Regions from separate parts of the Mus musculus genome. Here all the other regions are linked to region 1. A link is a contact called in public promoter capture Hi-C data. All regions are on one chromosome and are shown on one strand. The core of a region is the stretch at or near the end of the contact, and the rest is flanking DNA. Distances in the headings are between cores, read along the strand shown.

Region 1 (2,767 bases), core at 193-2,692:
ACACACCTTTAATCCCAGCACTCGGGAGGCAGAGGCAGGCCGATTTCTGAGTTCGAGGCCAGCCTGGTCTACAGAGTGAGTTCCAGGACAGCCAGGGCTGCACAGAGAAACCCTGTCTCAAAAAACAAAAGAACAAAACAAAACAAAATAACCCACGAGCCCCCGAATGTAGTAAAGAACAGAAAGCAGCTAGAAGTCAAGGCTGGCCAGGACACATCCACACTCAGGTTTGGGTCGGCATACTGCTGACTCCGAGGGACTATGAATGAAAATGTGAGGCGATCACCAGTCCCTGTTCGATAAATATGCAGTTTCATTGTGCACCAGATCCAGTTGGGGGAGAATAAACTATTCTTACATAAGCATCAGTTTGAGAACTTTATAACATCTTAACCGATTCTTATCTGAACCCCATGGAACTGTAGAAGCCATGGGACTACATGCTACAGTTTAGCGAACAACCAGTTTCACCAATGACCTACATTCCTGGAGTCATCTATGAATCATTTTGATCTACTTCCCCTAATCCAATCTTTTGTCCACTTCTCTTGACCTGGAAACAAAAATAATCACCATCATCATAATAATAAGTGAAGTAGACATAGCAGAGGAAGGAAAGGGAGGGAGAATGTAAGAGTGGGAGACAGGGGGGAGTATAGAAGTTGTAGAATATTTTGTTTTCTAGATAAACCCTTAAAAGGGAAGACACTGTAAAGTAAATAAAGGAGTAGATGCTAAGTACTAATATTTGTCATTTCCTTCTAATTTTAACCGAATCTTACAAGAGTGCGGTACGTAAATACTTTCTGCCTCTTACAAGGATGTTAAAGAACAGGACCATTCCCTTCCCCTGCAGCCCAACACACACACCCCGACAGTTGCTGTCGAACAAGACAACTGCTGTTCCTCGGTGCGAAGACAACAGCACTCGCAGTCAAACGACTACGGGCAAACTCCTAACCTAGTGACTCGCTCCTGCGCTGTCCGCCCGCGACGACACCGGGCGACAGGAGCCGTATCCGGCGAGCAGCACATCGCCGGCCTCCCGTTCCCCTTCCGCTCGCAGCTAGAGGGACGGACTCTCCCCAGGCCTCCGCGGTCCCGTAGTCGCCGGTTCCCACAGGCCCGCGGCGCCCAACGCCAGCGCGGGGGAGGGGACCCGACCGGCGCGCGGCCACCTTACCTGCTGGAGCGCCGCCTCTTGAGTAGGGCGCGGGCCCCGGGCGCGGGCCGCTCACACAAGCGAAGAATGGTGCCGAGAACCTTAGCCAGCCATCTGTACATTCCAGGCCTGAGCAGCAGCGGCGGCCGACACACCCCGAGACGCGAACCCCAGAGCTGTCGCCGCCGCCGCCGCCGCCGCCGCCGCCGTCGCCGCTGCCGCTGCCGCTGCCGCTGCCGCCTTCGCCGCTTCAGCCGTAGCCAGGATCAGGCGCGGACTTGTGACGCCATCAGAGGGCCCACAGATTTAACGTTCCCCGGGCTAGGGGAGGACTCTCTAGAAGCCGTTGACGTCACCTTCTTCCGCCCAACGGGAAAGCGGCCTCCGGAGTCTGAGCATGCGCAGTCTGGGCCTGCTCCTTGTAAGCCTAGCAACAGGAAGCGGGACGGGGAGAGCGGGCTCTTGCGCGGGTCTGACTGGCAGACCGAAGGGCGGGGCTTTCTCTTTGGCAGAGCCAGTCAGGAGTCGATCTCGGGACAAGGCCCACAGACCCAAACCACGTGTATCGATGCTGGGCCGGGAGAGCTACCCAAGCAACCCGACAGTGGAGGGTTCTGTAAAAGAATGCGCAGGGTGGAAAATAGGTCAGGTTAGTTAATGAGTATGTAAGGGTTTGCGCTTTATTTTGTATATACATTGGTCTAATACTTTACCCGGATTGCCGTCATGTTTACAGCAACCGGACACAGTGGGGAATTTTAGGAATGTCATAAAAACCAAAGGTATATAGCAATTAAACCATGTGCCTAAGAAAATGGAGCTAACCACTAGCATTTGAGCCAGTCTAACTATTAGGGCTCATTCCGCACGCATACGTGCAAGTTTACTGGGAGAGACATTTTCATAGATACTTATAAATTAGAATACAAGGTCACCTGCTTATGTGATAAATGATTGTAATGCGCAATGGAACTAGAGAAAGTTAAACCAGATGCTGGGGAGTGAGTAGGGCAGACGGACACGACTTCTTAGGAAAAGCTTCCGAGAAACAGGGACTGAATGATTCCTGTGGCCTTTTCTAATCAGCTTGTCTCTTCCCCTCAGCTGTCAGGTAGCAATCAATTCTCATTATCCTCTCTGGGAATGTATACACTTTTCTTTTCTTCTCTTCTCTTCTCTTCTCTTCTCTTCTCTTCTCTTCTCTTCTCTTCTTTCTTTCTTCCTTTTTGTTGTTTTGTTGTTGTTGTTGTTGTTGTTTTTTGAGACAGAGTTTCTCTGTATAGCCCTGACTGTCCTGGAACTCACTTTGTAGACCAGGCTGGCCTCGAACTCAGAAATCTGCCTGCCTCTGCCTCCCGAGTGCTGGGATTAAAGGAAAACCATTAGAAATAAATGTCTAAATAATATCTCCTATGGACTTAAGCATAATGTCTGGGAGTGCAGTCCCTTGAAGTATTAAAAACAGTCTCAAAGCCGGGCGGTGGTGGCACATGACTTTAATCCCAGCACTTGGGAGGCAGAGGCAGGCAGATTTCTGAGTTCAAGGGCCAGCCTGGTCTACAGACTGAGTTCCAGGACAGTCAGGGCTACACAGAGAAACCCTGT
Region 2 (2,767 bases), core at 127-2,626, 470 kb after region 1:
ACTGATAATTGCCCATTTTTAATAGGATCCACGTCGGTCAAAGCTAAGATTCCCACATGAGTCTCCTTGAGCTTCCTGCTCCTGGCTACTCTTCTTATTGAAGCTCTCCTTTTTGGGATCACTCAACACTTCTGCCTGCACTGCTTGGTTTTTATTATCAGTTTGACCAAAACTGGAGACACCAGGAAAGAGGGACACTCAACTGAGGAACTACCTAGATCACACTAATAATCTGCAGGCCTGACGGTGGGGCATTTTTTAAATCGATGCCTGATGTGAGAGACTCCAGTCCATCGTGGGTGGCATGGTACCTAGACTGGAGAGCCTGGGCTGTATAAGAAAGCTAGCTAAGGGGCTAAAGAGATGGCTCAGCAGTTAAAAGCACCGGCTGCTCTTCCAGGAGACTTGCTTTTAATTCCAAGCACCCACATGACAGCTCCCAGCCATCTATAAATCCAGTCCTAAAGGACCTGATGCCCTCTTCTGGCCTCCTCAGACACTGCACATACACAAAAAATAGGTACAAATAAAATCTCAGAAAAAGGAAGGAAGGAAGGAAGGAAGGAAGGAAGGAAGGAAGGAAGGAAGGAAGGAAGGAAGGAAGGAAGGAAGGAAACAAGTAAGCTGAGCATAAACCAAAGCCCAGCAGCCACTAGCCAGCATTCCTCCATGGTTTCTGTTCACTTCCTATTTCCACATTCCTGCCTTCAACTCCTGCCCTGCATTCCCTTAGTGGTGAATTATGTGCGAGAGTAAATAAGCCCTTTCCTCTCCAGCTGCTTTGGTTGTGTTGTTTACTACAGAAGTAGGAAGCAACTAGAACTGAGCCTTTCAGTTTCTGCCTTTCTCTGTGGGAACACCCTGCCCAAACATAGCTAAAACATAGATAAAAGCAAAGACGAAGTCTGGAGCAGAAAGCACAGTATACCAACCCCGCAGCAATGCATTCCAGTGAGACTGCGTGACATACAATAACAAAGACTCCAAAAGAGTGACCGTAAGAACAGTCAATGAAATCCAACAACACAAATTCTTGAGTGAATTAAAAAAAAAAAGCAATACAAATAAAGAGGGGAATGAAACAGAGAAGATGATACAAGATATGAATGAGGAATCCAATGGTAATGAATACTGAAATCAAATAAAAACTTTACAAACAAAAAGCTCAACAAACCAAATTAAAAACTGAGTAGAAAGCCTCACAAAAGGATCAAGTAAGAAGACCATCGCAGGCCCTGAAGATGGGGATGATTTAAAACATTCAGACAGCAACACAAATAAAGTAACAAAGTGGGAATAGAGCATGATAGAGCTACAGGACACCATTAAAAACCTGCAGACCATAGCATAAATGTAAAGACAAAGACAAAGACAAAGGAAGCAAGCAGTTGGTATCCACTGAAGCGTGAGAACCTGATCATGGGTGCCTAGCACACACATAAAAGCCAGGCACAGCAGCTTCTCCAACCCCAGAGCATGGGTTGACACAAATACAGACAGATCCTGGGAGTCTCTTATATTACAGTCTAGCCAACTGGCAAGCTTTAGGTTTGTGGTGGTTTGAATAGGCTTGGTCCAGGGAGTGGCACTATTTAGAGGAGTGGCCTTGTTGGAGGAAGTCATTGTGTCATTGTGGGAGTAACCTTGTGGGAGCCAGTCTTCTCCTAGTGACTCAGATGACAATGTAGAACTCTCAGCTCCTCCTGCACCATAACCACCTTGATGATAATGGACTGAATCGCTGAAGCTGCAAGCCAGCCCCAATTAAATGTTGTCCTTATAAGAGTTACCTTGGTTGTGGTGTCTGTTCACAGCAGTAACTAAGACAAGGTACAATGAGAAATTCTGTCTCAAAAAAGCAAGGTGGAGGGAGACTGAGAAAAACACACCCAGATGGACCTCTGGACTACATAACTGTGAGTGCACGGCACACACACACACACACACACACAGAGAGAGAGAGAGAGAGAGAGAGAGAGAGAGAGAGAGAGAGAGAGAGAGAGAGATTGAGATTCAATAGTTATAGCAGGGGGCGCTAGAGAGATGCTCTTGAAGAAAACTGCACTGAGCTCCCAGGAACCACATGTAACTCCAGTTCCAGGGTACCTAATGCCTTCTTCTGACCTCTGTGAAAACTAGGCATGCATGCGGAACACTATATGCATGCAAGCAAAATGTTCATATACATAAAATAAATCTTTAAGAAATATATTTAATCATAGTAGAATTTTCTGAAATCCAGGGACAAAGATAGCCATCCACATACAGAAAACATTCAGAATGCTAAACAGGTAAAACCAGAGGACTTCACCAAATTATACTGTAATGTTCTGTACAAAAAAAATACTGGAAAATCAGGAGGTGAGTACAAAGTCATACATAAAGGCAAAGCCATCCCAATGCTGCAGAAACACTAAAATCCAAGAGGACAGTGAATGATGTGTTCCATGTTCTGAAGCAATAACTGCCAGCCTACATTACTATTTCCAGAACAGCTCTCCCTTAAAACTGAACGCTGATCTTAATTGTCAACCTGACGTGCCTGGGAAGAAGAGGAAACCGCAGTTGAAGAACTGTCTTCATCAGCTTGTCCCAAGGACATGTTTAAGGGGCCATTTTCTTAATTGCTGATTGATATAGGAGGGTCCAGCCCACTGTGGAAGGTGCCACCCATTGGAGGTGTGCCTGGGCTGCAGGCCAGTGGAAGCAAGCTGGTAAGCCTGTTGCTATGCAGTATCTGGTTCCATTCCTGCCTTACCCCTTTAAT
Region 3 (2,767 bases), core at 70-2,569, 380 kb after region 1:
CATTATGAACTAACCAGTACCCTGGAGCTCTTGACTCTAGCTGCATATGTATCAAAAGATGGCCTAGTCGGCCATCACTGGAAAGAGAGGCCCATTGGACACACAAACTTTATATGCCCCAGTATAGGGGAACACCAGGGCCAAAAAGTGGGAGTGGGTAGGTAGGGGAGTGGGGGGGGAGGGTATGGGGGACTTTTGGGATAGCATTGGAAATGTAAATGAGGAAAATACCTAATTAAAAAAAAAAGAAAGAAAAAGAAAAAAAATGTCCTTGTAAGAGTTGCCTTGGTCATGGTGTCTCTTCATAGCAATGGAAACCATAACTAAGACATCACTCTTTTCTGATCTCTGGCTGGCTGATTCCACTCAGTTGTTCTGGCTCAAACTCCTCTCCAAGCTGACTGGTTCAATCTGGCTTCTCCTGAATTGCTCTGCTTGGCCTCATACTAACTTGGGCAACATGTTCTAATCTTCTGGCTCCTTTTCATTCGCTGGCTCATTCTGTCTTCACCTGTGTCTAGCTTGTGCAACCTGCCTCTGTACAACTGTCCTGGTAAAACTGCCTTTTCTCCTCACATCTCTCGTGCTGCTCTCTCTTTTTTAAGTAGCCTCTCTTTTCTCTCTGTTCTCATGAGAATTGGGCATATTCTATCTCTGACACATTCTGTCAAATCTTTCTCTGATTTGTCACTTTGCCTCTCAATTAGATGTCACTTTCAAACATGGCTGCTTCTCTCTACAAACTAATTCTCCTTCCATCATTTGGGATTAAAGATGTGTACTAAAGGCGTGTCTATACTCCAGCCAGTGGAATTAAATGTGTGTGCTAAGGCTGAGCCACACCACAACTAGAAACAGGTTTTCCCAGTAAAGAAGACAATGTCAGGGTCCACAGTGTGATCAGATATCCTGAGACAGGAAAGTAACTAAGACATCCACCAACTGCCAGTAGCTCCCTGGGCAGGGTTTCTATTGTTAATTAATTTTGTTATTTGACAATTTTATACAAGCACATAGTACATTCTGATGATTCTCTTCTGCACAACCCGCTTTTGTCTCCTTCCTGTTCCTATCACACCCTTCCCGTCTTTTCTAGTTCTTTCCCCAGGTTTATGACTTCTGGGTTGGTTTTGTTCAGCCAGGGCCATCGTGTGCTCACTGGGTTAGAAGTGGGGTCTGGTAGGAGCCTGGGAAGGGTACACAACTGAAGGCAATGATTCCCTCAGCCCTGAGCCATTAGTAACGAACAGTTCAGCAGAGAGAGGGAGGGCCTCTGTCCGTGTCACCACACCTGCTCTCTGCCCAAAAATCTGTTCAGCAGACATTTGCTAAAACCCACATCCTGACTCATTCTGAGCTGTCAATTCTACAGCTGCACTTTGTAGAGGTCTCGGGCAAGTTTGTCCTCTGTATTGACCAAACCATCAGTTTTATTTTATTTAACCAAGTTTGGAGAAAGTGTTATTTTTAAACAGAAGGAAAAAAAAATCACCAAACAAGGCCTGTGCCACTACTGAGGCCTGGGGCTAGAGATCTGTGCTAATCCCCTGCGTGGAAGTGAAACTGGCTTTAACAATCACTAACCTAGAAATCTTAGGTGAGTCACCTGCTCTATTTGAATAGAGTGGGTTGCTTTTTACTTTTGTCAATATGGGGATACTGATCAGAGCTTCCAATATAGAATGGCTAAGATGCTGGAAGGAAAACCATGCCCAGGACTCCAAGAGCTCTCACAGGGGCTGGTACTTAGAATACACAGAATGGCCCTCAGGCTCTGTGTACACAGTCTCTATCATGTGCCTTCATGTGACCCCAATCCTAATGTGAGCAAAGACCCAGAAAGAAAGGGAGCATTGAAGTTCAGTGCAGAGGCCACAGTGATGAGGCCACGGAACAAGAAGGTACATGCTATGTGGTAAAGTCTGAAACAAAGAGAATGGCACCTTGAAAATGGAGGCCATACAAAGCAGCCTGCTCGATAGCACTGAGCTCAGCCCGAGCAACTTTGGAATAAAATTCTGCCGAGCGGATGACTGAAAGGTGAGTGAAGGTGTTCTTACTCCTTCCTGATTCAACAATTTTCCAGAAATGCTCTGCAATGCAGAGAAACACAAAACAGGACTTCTGACAGCAGCCTCATCTTGACCTGGATTCTAGCTGAGTCGCTCTAGAGATATTTAGCTTCTCTTAGTTTGTGTTGTTGTCTGTGAAACTCTACTTTGCAGAGTTATTGCTAAACTTGCAGATCATATGGATCTGGTGCCCATTTGAGGTTTAATAAATGGTGGCAGTAGCTGTGACTGAGTGTCTTATCCTGGAAGTGTCTGGGAGAAAGAACAGTGGGCTGGGGTTGGGGCACATGAGCGCCCATCTGCTCACCAGCTTCCTGTGTGGCCTCTGGACTCAAGGTCCAATTTGTTTCAGAATATGGCTACAATGGGCCACATCCTACCATGCAGGGGATGTGGGCACCAAGAGACGATGAGCATTTAGGGTATGAGAGCTTCAAGCAACACAGTGAGTATTGTTTACTGAAGCCAATCATGGCTTCTAGTGTGAATCAAACACAAACCAGGGCAGCCAACTAAGGCCACAAAACAGCCCGGAAGGGAAGAAGAGTCAGTATAGAGATGCTGCACAGAGAAACTGACTTGCCAAATCAGAGTCACGAACAAAGCAGAAGTGAGAGTAACAAGAATTCCACCCGAAAAACCTCTAGAAATGAGTAATATTTTCAGCAAGGGCAGGATACTAAACTAAGTTAAAT

What was found. Promoter capture Hi-C pulls out the DNA fragments that hold promoters and counts their contacts.
Region 2: a promoter capture Hi-C map of pre-B cells shows a contact between it and region 1, with 2.5 times the contacts expected there. The contact joins the enhancer-like site here to the promoter of Senp2 in region 1. A contact is called at or near these places in 5 of 39 promoter capture datasets (the C10 cell line, cranial neural crest, embryonic stem cells and 2 more), 4 of 115 datasets of contacts at active chromatin or transcription factors (the SCID.adh cell line, T-cell acute lymphoblastic leukemia, embryonic stem cells and 1 more) and 2 of 9 other capture datasets (adipose tissue and embryonic stem cells).
Region 3: a contact with region 1 is called in a promoter capture Hi-C map of pre-B cells, with 2.0 times the contacts expected there. The contact joins the enhancer-like site here to the promoter of Senp2 in region 1. A contact is called at or near these places in 1 of 39 promoter capture datasets (pre-B cells), 2 of 115 datasets of contacts at active chromatin or transcription factors (microglia and pancreatic cancer cells) and 3 of 9 other capture datasets (embryonic stem cells, macrophages and pancreatic islet).

The regions. Positions count from the first base shown.
Region 1 is chr16:22,008,159-22,010,925 of GRCm38.p6, reverse strand. Senp2 (SUMO/sentrin specific peptidase 2) reads right to left here and starts at 1,442. Exons shown (of 17, transcript NM_029457.3): 1 at 1,184-1,442. The coding sequence starts at 1,284.
Region 2 is chr16:21,536,795-21,539,561 of GRCm38.p6, reverse strand. All of the region lies in intron 33 of Vps8 (VPS8 CORVET complex subunit), which reads right to left. Among named protein-coding and RNA genes, the nearest start is that of Vps8, 120 kb to the right of the region's middle. Within about 2 kb of position 1,376, at least 13 of the 459 cell types and tissues checked have an H3K27ac peak or open chromatin away from gene starts, as enhancers often do. A contact at or near this core is called in pre-B cells, where this site is marked.
Region 3 is chr16:21,630,688-21,633,454 of GRCm38.p6, reverse strand. The region is part of intron 45 of Vps8 (VPS8 CORVET complex subunit); the gene reads right to left. Among named protein-coding and RNA genes, the nearest start is that of 2510009E07Rik, 63 kb to the left of the region's middle. Within about 2 kb of position 1,319, at least 46 of the 459 cell types and tissues checked have an H3K27ac peak or open chromatin away from gene starts, as enhancers often do. A contact at or near this core is called in pancreatic cancer cells and pre-B cells, where this site is marked.